Regions from separate parts of the Sus scrofa genome. Here region 2 is linked to region 1. Evidence: chromatin contacts called from public Hi-C data. All regions are on one chromosome and are shown on one strand. Each heading gives the region's core, a stretch centred on a gene start, on an enhancer-like site or on the middle of the called end of the contact. The rest is flanking DNA. Distances are from core to core; before and after follow the strand shown. Region 1 holds the start of ALDH9A1 (4-trimethylaminobutyraldehyde dehydrogenase). Region 2 has its middle 30 kb from the start of MIR9849.

Region 1 (3,571 bases), core at 721-3,220:
CTTTACATGTTGGGTTTTGCCAATAATATATATTAATGACACTAATAATAAAAGCAGTGATAGGCAAATGGAAGAGCTGAATATTTTGGCAGAGGTTTGCCCTTTTTATAATTTATGAATTATATCAACAGACATGACCGCATATCTAAAATGAACATCAGGCAGGAATCATGATCTGACATGTCAAAATGTGTTTGTTGGGGCAGAACATTATAAATAGGAATTGCTCCCTCCTCCCCCTGGATAAAAACCTTGAGATGTATGGTCTCTGTACACACAAGTGACCATCCTTGCTCCAGTGATCCTGGAAATCTACTTTGCTCCTCACCAACTCATGATATGTTTCAAGTCTGCTTCTAACCTCTAACAATAACAAAGGTAGTAGCTGAGTTTGGTCCCAGGTTGTTTTAAATTTGAATAATGCTCTTTCCATTTGAGGACTGTAGAAAGTAACATAATGTCTTTTCTATCAAAGGAAATCTTGGTTACTCCATTTTGCTGGGGGTTTTGGCTGAAACGCCTTCCTGGGACACCCCCCTCCTCTTTCCCTCCTCTCCCAGGAACAATTGTTTCAGGTTAGCCAATGGAGAAGAATGTGCACCCTGACCTGACCAATGGGAAGGGGACAGATACATCACCTGTGATAGGGATAAATAGGGAGGGTCTTTTCCTCTTTGCCCCTGCTTTTTGAGTACCCGCACCCTTCTGCAGAAGTAGAGAACCTTGTCTAGATCTCCCCGTGTTCACGTGTCTCATTTTCTGACACTGAAGATCTGAGCCATCTCCCCAACAGGACAAAGGCCTACAAATCTCATAGCATTGAGAGGGTTAACAAATTGGCATAGGGTTCTGGAAAAGCTGACCAGTGTCATTTATTTCTATTTTAAACCTGAAAATCACCCTCCCTAATATCATGTTGGAAATAAAAGGAAAAGAAAAGAACATTGAGAAAGACTGCAGCCCCTAGGAGAGAAACATGCCTGCAGGAAATCATGGAATGTAAAAATGGCCAATTAATTTCTGTTCATGAAGTCTTTGCAGCATATGCATGGGAGTGCAGTCTGAAGAAAGAACAGGATTGCTTTTGTGTAAGCTCCCTTAGCTGACACGATCTTGCGAGTCCCTCCAAGTGGCTGTACAGAGTGTCTTTTTTCCTCATACCTTCTCATGAGGCCTTTGGTTTTTATAAACTATTATGTTTTTGTTTGTGCTATTTGTCATCGATAGCATTCACACAGCTCTTTTAGAATTTAAAAAGCAGTTTCACACGACAATATTGTATGTTTCTTTGACAGTCCTTCCCTTGGTCTTTACCATAACTTTTTAAAAAAAAAGACTTAGGAGTTCCCATACAGGCTCAGCCTAAATGAATCTGACTAGGAACCTTAAGGTTGTGGGTTCATCCCTGGCCTCGCTCAGTGGGTTAAGGATCCGGTGTTGCCGTGAGCTGTGGTGTGGTTTGCAGGTGCGGCTGGGATCAGATGTTGCTGTGGCTCTGGCGTAGGCCAGCAGCAACAGCTCCGTTTAGACCCCTAGCCTGGGAACTTCCATATGCCGTGGGTGCTGCCCTCAAAAAGGCAAAAGACAAAACAACAAAAAAAGAGACAATATTAAGTAATTTTAATACATTCATAAGGAGCCTTAGAGCGATGCTTAGCAAATAATAAGTGCTCAGATCATTTACTGAACATCATGTACATTCCAGGCAGGGAACCTGAATGAATGCTTCGTTTGCATTTTCACAATAACTTTTAAAAAGTCCTATTATGTATATAAAGAAATGGCGGCTTAAGAGTGAAGTAACCAAAGTAAAATTCCTAGCACGCCAATTCTTCATTTTCTTTAGTCGAAAGGATCAGGAGTAGGATCTTAAGGATGAGTACATGCAGTGATGTACCAGAAAACTCTGGTTCCAAATACTGATCTGGAAGAAGAAAGTGAAAGTGAGCGAGGGAGAGAAAGCGCGCGTGCGTCTGTGCATGTGTCAGTGAGCGTAAGGCTCTGGTTGTCACGCATCCTTTCGGCTGTGCGAGGACCGGACCTGCACCACGGAGGAGCCCCAAATGAAGGTCCCCAAAAGCCTCCCAAACTCCGCCCTGGAAGGTCGGGCTCTTGCCAGGAGACCGGGTAACTCTAGTCCTAGCCCTGCCACGCCCCTCAGCCCCCTCCGCGAGCTCTGCCCTCGAGCGGCCTGCCCCTCCCACGGCCCCGCCCCTAGCCCCTTCCGTCTCTCGGTCCCGCCCCCAAAGCCCTGCCCCTCCCCTCGGCCCCTTAACTGGTGCCCACGCCTCCCTCGCGTGTTTCTCCGAGCTGGCCTAGCCGTTCTCTCTCCGCTTCTCCGCACTCTCCGGCCTGCTCCGGTCGCTGCGATGAGCACTGGCACCTTCATCGTGTCACAGCCACTTAATTACCGCGGCGGGGCCCGCGTGGATCCGGTGGACGCCTCCGGCACCGAGAAGGCGTTCGAGCCGGCAACCGGTAACTGGACGGAGATCAGGCTGCCAGGGCCTGGGTGGCCAGGCTGCAGACGCCATGCGGGCTGGGTTAGGGGCAGGGTCGGGCGGGGGTTGACGCTCCCCCGCCTGAGGGGTGCGCCTGTTCTAGGCCCTGAACCTTCATTCGGTGCGTTCAGCAAACGTTTATTGACCACAGACACTTGACGGTGTAGAGTATAAAGTTGTATGTGTGTGCCTGCAGCTAACGCTGCTGTGCAAACACGAGTGCATCTGCACCCGGACAGGAAGGGAGTCTAGGAAACTGGAAAAGCTGGTGAGTTGCGCGGCGGGGTCATGGGTAATTTTACAACGGCCTGAACAGAGAGCCCACAAAGGTGCGTGAGGTGGTGTCTTTGTTAATTATTACCCTTTAAAGCTGGGACTGCAGTTCTGTCTTCCGCGGTGCCCTTAGTAGAGGAGTTCTAGAAGGACGGGGGTGAAAAGAAACACGTGCCAAAATGGAGGTGCTCGCACAAATGATTCTAATGAGCAAGACTGAGGACTTTGTTGCCATCTCCTAGTGTTAAAACGTTTCTGAACATAAATCGGAACTGAGAAGAGGGGACGAAATCTTGCTTCTATCCAGTGATTAATGTGTGCCAAGCACTGTGCCAGGCCTCAGATCACAAAGCAAATGAGAGGTTTTGTTTTGTGTTTGTTTTGCTGGGTTTTATGGAATATTTATGGGGAGAGAAATGTAAATGTTTGCGCAAACCGGAATGGCATGTAGCCAGAGAGATTTAAAACTGGATTTCAAAGGCCTGGGGAATTTAGGTTTGACCAATTACACTGAAGCGCAGAGCGCTGACTTGCCAGCAGGAAGGGGTCGCAGACATCATCAGGGTCTCCTTTAGGTAGGAGGAAACAGCCTCTTGACCCCCACCTCCATGTTGATGCAAAAGAAAGAACAATTGCTCTTTATATTAATCCCCTACAGTTGTGTGAGATCTTTAGCCACTGCCGTTACCAATTGGCTATTCAAATTTGTAACAAATTGCAGGTTTGTCAGATCTCTGGGAAAAAGCAGAGTTCTAGGTTTTCTTGTGGGAGGGGAAAAGAAACTGCTGACTTGACGT
Region 2 (3,571 bases), core at 386-2,885, 340 kb after region 1:
GAAGCTTGTCCTGGTCTCTGTATATTTGTGATTTTGTGGTTATTTTGTGCCTCCATTTTGTGTACATCTAATATGGTGCTTTGTTTTATTGGCCATTTGTATGTACTATTGACTTGACTTGTAAAGTCCTAGAGGGCAGAGATCATGTCTGATTCAACTGTGTATCCACAAGAGCTCTGAGCAGAGTACAAGGTGGCATTCATAAGATGTGCTTAAATGGGATTGGTAACTTTGGCTTCATTCCCAATAGATGGTAGCCCTTTGCAAGTAGAACAGCAAGCCCAGCAGCCTCCCCATAGGAGCCATGCACCAGAAAACCAGCCTTGGGTAGACTGTTAGCAAAAGGTATCAGATCCCCACTGTCTTCCGGGTTACTCTTCATGGGCACAGTAAGCAGTGACCAAAGACATTGAGGCATGTTCTTCACCTTCAAGGAATTTGTACCTGAGAAAGTAGAAAGCACAAGAATACCAAGAAATGATGTATCTATAGCACTTTGGAGTTTACAAAGCACATAAAGATCTGTGACTCTAACCCGGCCTTGGAGAAATAAGCAGGGAGCTATTGGTATCTCCATTTTAAAGATGAAGAAACTGAGACTCTAGAGATCTTGACTTGTCCCAGGACCCCTTGGTGGGCAGTATGAGGACCTCAGCCACCCTCAGTGCCAAGGCAGAGCAAGTGCCACTGAACTCCAGGACCTCTGGTCCTATATCTTCAGCACTGCCTTTATATTTGATGCCCAAGAAATATGCACAGATTAAGAGACTGATATCTACAATAAGCAAATATAAAATAATAAGGAAGGGTTTTCTTTAAAAAAAATGTGGAACTTGGGCAAATAAATCACATTTACCTTTGGAATCCTCAAGACTTTTGCTGCAATGGTATTTTTTTTGGATTGTTCTCTTTTACATTTGTCTTCAGAGCTGGTTAAGGCCACCTAAGAAAAATGGTCTAGTGGTTCTATATCAACAACTCATTAAATAACAAAAACTGCAATAACTACCCGCAGATCCAGATTTACATCACTCCTTCTACCCAGAACCCACTATACACTGCATCCTGGGCTCTGTACTTTCATACCCTCTAGCTATATTTCATCTCTTATTTAATAGATTTGACTCTGAATGATTTTTTGGCTGCTTCCAAAAAAAAAAAAAAAAAATCAAATATACCCTCTGTGAGTGCTAATTTGTCACCACTGATGTAATTCAAAACAGTGGAGCTCAGGCCCTGGAGGATCCTTCGCCTAAGTGATCTCAAGGCTTCGGGCAATAAACCAAAAATTCTCTCCGCGGCCCTGCCCCCCGCCCCGCCCCCTAGAAAGGCTGGGGCCCTTTATACAGGATTAATTTAGGGCGTTCCTGGGAGGGACTGAGCCGGGAGTAGAATAGAAAACACTCCCCCCCCCCCCCCGCCCCTTTCCCCAAGGCAGGCAGGGAAGACGGATCTGGGAAAGGAGCCTCTGCTAGCTTGTGAAGAGACCGAGCTCTTTCCCAGCCAGGGAAGAGCAGCTTTCACCCCCCCCCACAACCCCCCCCCGCGCCCGCCATGGACATGTCTCCCGTGACCGTGCTGGAGCACACAGCCATCTACGACCACGCTGAGCTGGCCCCGGTCCAGGCCCCCAGGGCAGGATCCTCGAGGTCAGCGCAGCTGCGGGATACTTGCTAGGCGCCCAGCCCCAGCTGGACGCTTGGTGCCAAGATTGTTAGGCATGGGCGCCCTCTGCTGGCCGTTCGGGGCATCACAGCCACCTTCCCAGGGAAAGCGGCTTCCGGGAAGGGGGGTATTTTTTAATGGAAAAAAAAGTTTGAAAAATGAACCTCAAATGGACTCAGAAGGTCAAACAGACAGTCAATGGAGGTTTAGCTTCTGAGTAAATGGGCTCAGAAAAAGAATCTCAAAGGAGAAAGAATGGACAGTCTCATGGAGAAAGCTTAGGAACCGGCCTAGGCTAGGAAGGAACTGTCTTCTGGTAAAGGGAGAACAGACCTGTAACTGCTAAACTACCAGTATTATACATGAAGTCCAAGGACAAGGCCACATCAGGGCTGGTGAAAAGCCAGTTACTATTCAGTGTATCAACTGGACATTCCCACAGCAACACTGGCAATTGCATTCTGAGAGTAACTGAATGTGAGTTTTCAATGGGACTGTGTTTTCAGGTCTGTTCTGTAAAGGCTGTGAGCTGGTTGCAGTGTAGAGTGTAGAAGTGCAGCCCTTCCCAAATGCACAGAGCCGGTTATGGGCCTTCAGAGCAATATGAAGTGCTTGGAGGAGGCAGTGCGAAGGTCAGGGTACCTGTTGGAAAGAGCAGAGGCTTAGGAGTCGGATCGAGGTCCCCTTATGGTCAGGCAACAGGCTCCTTGTCTGACCTTGGCACTCACTTGTCCCCTCAGGACCTCAGATCCCTCCTCGGCAAAGTCAAAGATTCTAACTAGATGATCCCTAAGCTTCCTTCTACCTCACTGAATCAATGCCTTTAGAAATGGATATTCTATTTCATGATCTTATGAAGAAGCAGGGGCTCTTATCACTGATTCCATAAAAAAACTCTGAAAAATCTTATTCTATAGAAAGGATAAAACATTGTTACATTGTTACAAGATTAAAAAATTGTTACATTGAACACCTGCACCTGCTATGGTTTTAATGTTCTATCAAAGGATAGAGCTTTACAGCTGGTTTCTAACCCCAGTGGACTGAATCGAGTTTATCTTTCTCAGCTGATGGCAAAGAAGACCACTCAAGGCACCTCTGTTGTTTCTTTTTCCCCTTTATCTGCTAAGATCAAAATCCTCCCAAAGGCACCCTTTTCTTATGTATTTCTGGTAAGTTTTCAAAAATCCACTTTCCATTTGTTGTATCTACATATGACATCTGTGGGAATTATGTAGTATTGTTTTGTCCATTTAAAAAATGTACCTAAAGGGGAGTTCCCATCATGGCGCAGTGGAAATGATCTGACTAGGAAACATGAGGTTGCGGGTTTGAACCCTGGCCTCCCTCAGTGGGTTAAAGGATCTGGCGTTGCCATGAACTGTGGTGTAGGTTGCAGATACGGCTCAGATCTGTCATTGCTGTGGCTGTGGCTAAGGCTGGCAGCTGTAGCTCCTATTAGACCCCTAGCCTGGGAATCTCCGTATACCGCAGGGGCAGCCCTAAGAAGCAAAAAAAAAAAAAAAAAAAAAAAAAAAAAGCACCTGAATGATTTTTTTTTTTTGCTATTAATCTCCTATTGATTCATTTTTCTTTGTTTTACATGGCTTTGTGTTTTGAGATCCATCCATGAGGTTCTGTGTAACTCTAGCCAGCTCCTTCTCATTGCTGCATTCTAGTTCAGTAAAATGCTCGGTGGCCTGGAATTCTTTCCCATTACAGACACTCTTGCTGGAGTCTCCTTATTTACCTGTCTGGGAGTTTCTCTGGGGTGTGTCCCAGGAGTAGGACTTGCTCAATTGCAGAATAACCGCATACTCATCTCCCTAAATGACTGTCAGTGATATATGCTACCACCATGGCTTGAGTGGCCTTTTTCTGCACAGCCTTCCTAGCATTTGGTCCC

Evidence for each region. A called contact is a pair of places that touch in the nucleus more often than the background predicts.
Region 2: a contact with region 1 is called in a Hi-C map of skeletal muscle, with 6 times the contacts expected there. The contact joins the enhancer-like site here to the promoter of ALDH9A1 in region 1. A contact is called at or near these places in 2 of 5 promoter capture datasets (fetal liver and liver) and 5 of 47 Hi-C or Micro-C datasets (mesenteric adipose tissue, omental adipose tissue, skeletal muscle and 2 more).

What each region holds. Positions count from the first base shown.
Region 1 is chr4:85,027,944-85,031,514 of Sscrofa11.1, forward strand. It overlaps ALDH9A1 (4-trimethylaminobutyraldehyde dehydrogenase), which reads left to right and starts at 1,971. Exons shown (of 11, transcript XM_021089487.1): 1 at 1,971-2,127. The coding sequence starts at 2,064.
Region 2 is chr4:85,363,431-85,367,001 of Sscrofa11.1, forward strand. No RefSeq gene overlaps it. Among named protein-coding and RNA genes, the nearest start is that of MIR9849, 30 kb to the left of the region's middle. Within about 2 kb of position 1,636, at least 19 of the 83 cell types and tissues checked have an H3K27ac peak or open chromatin away from gene starts, as enhancers often do. A contact at or near this core is called in skeletal muscle and subcutaneous adipose tissue, where this site is marked.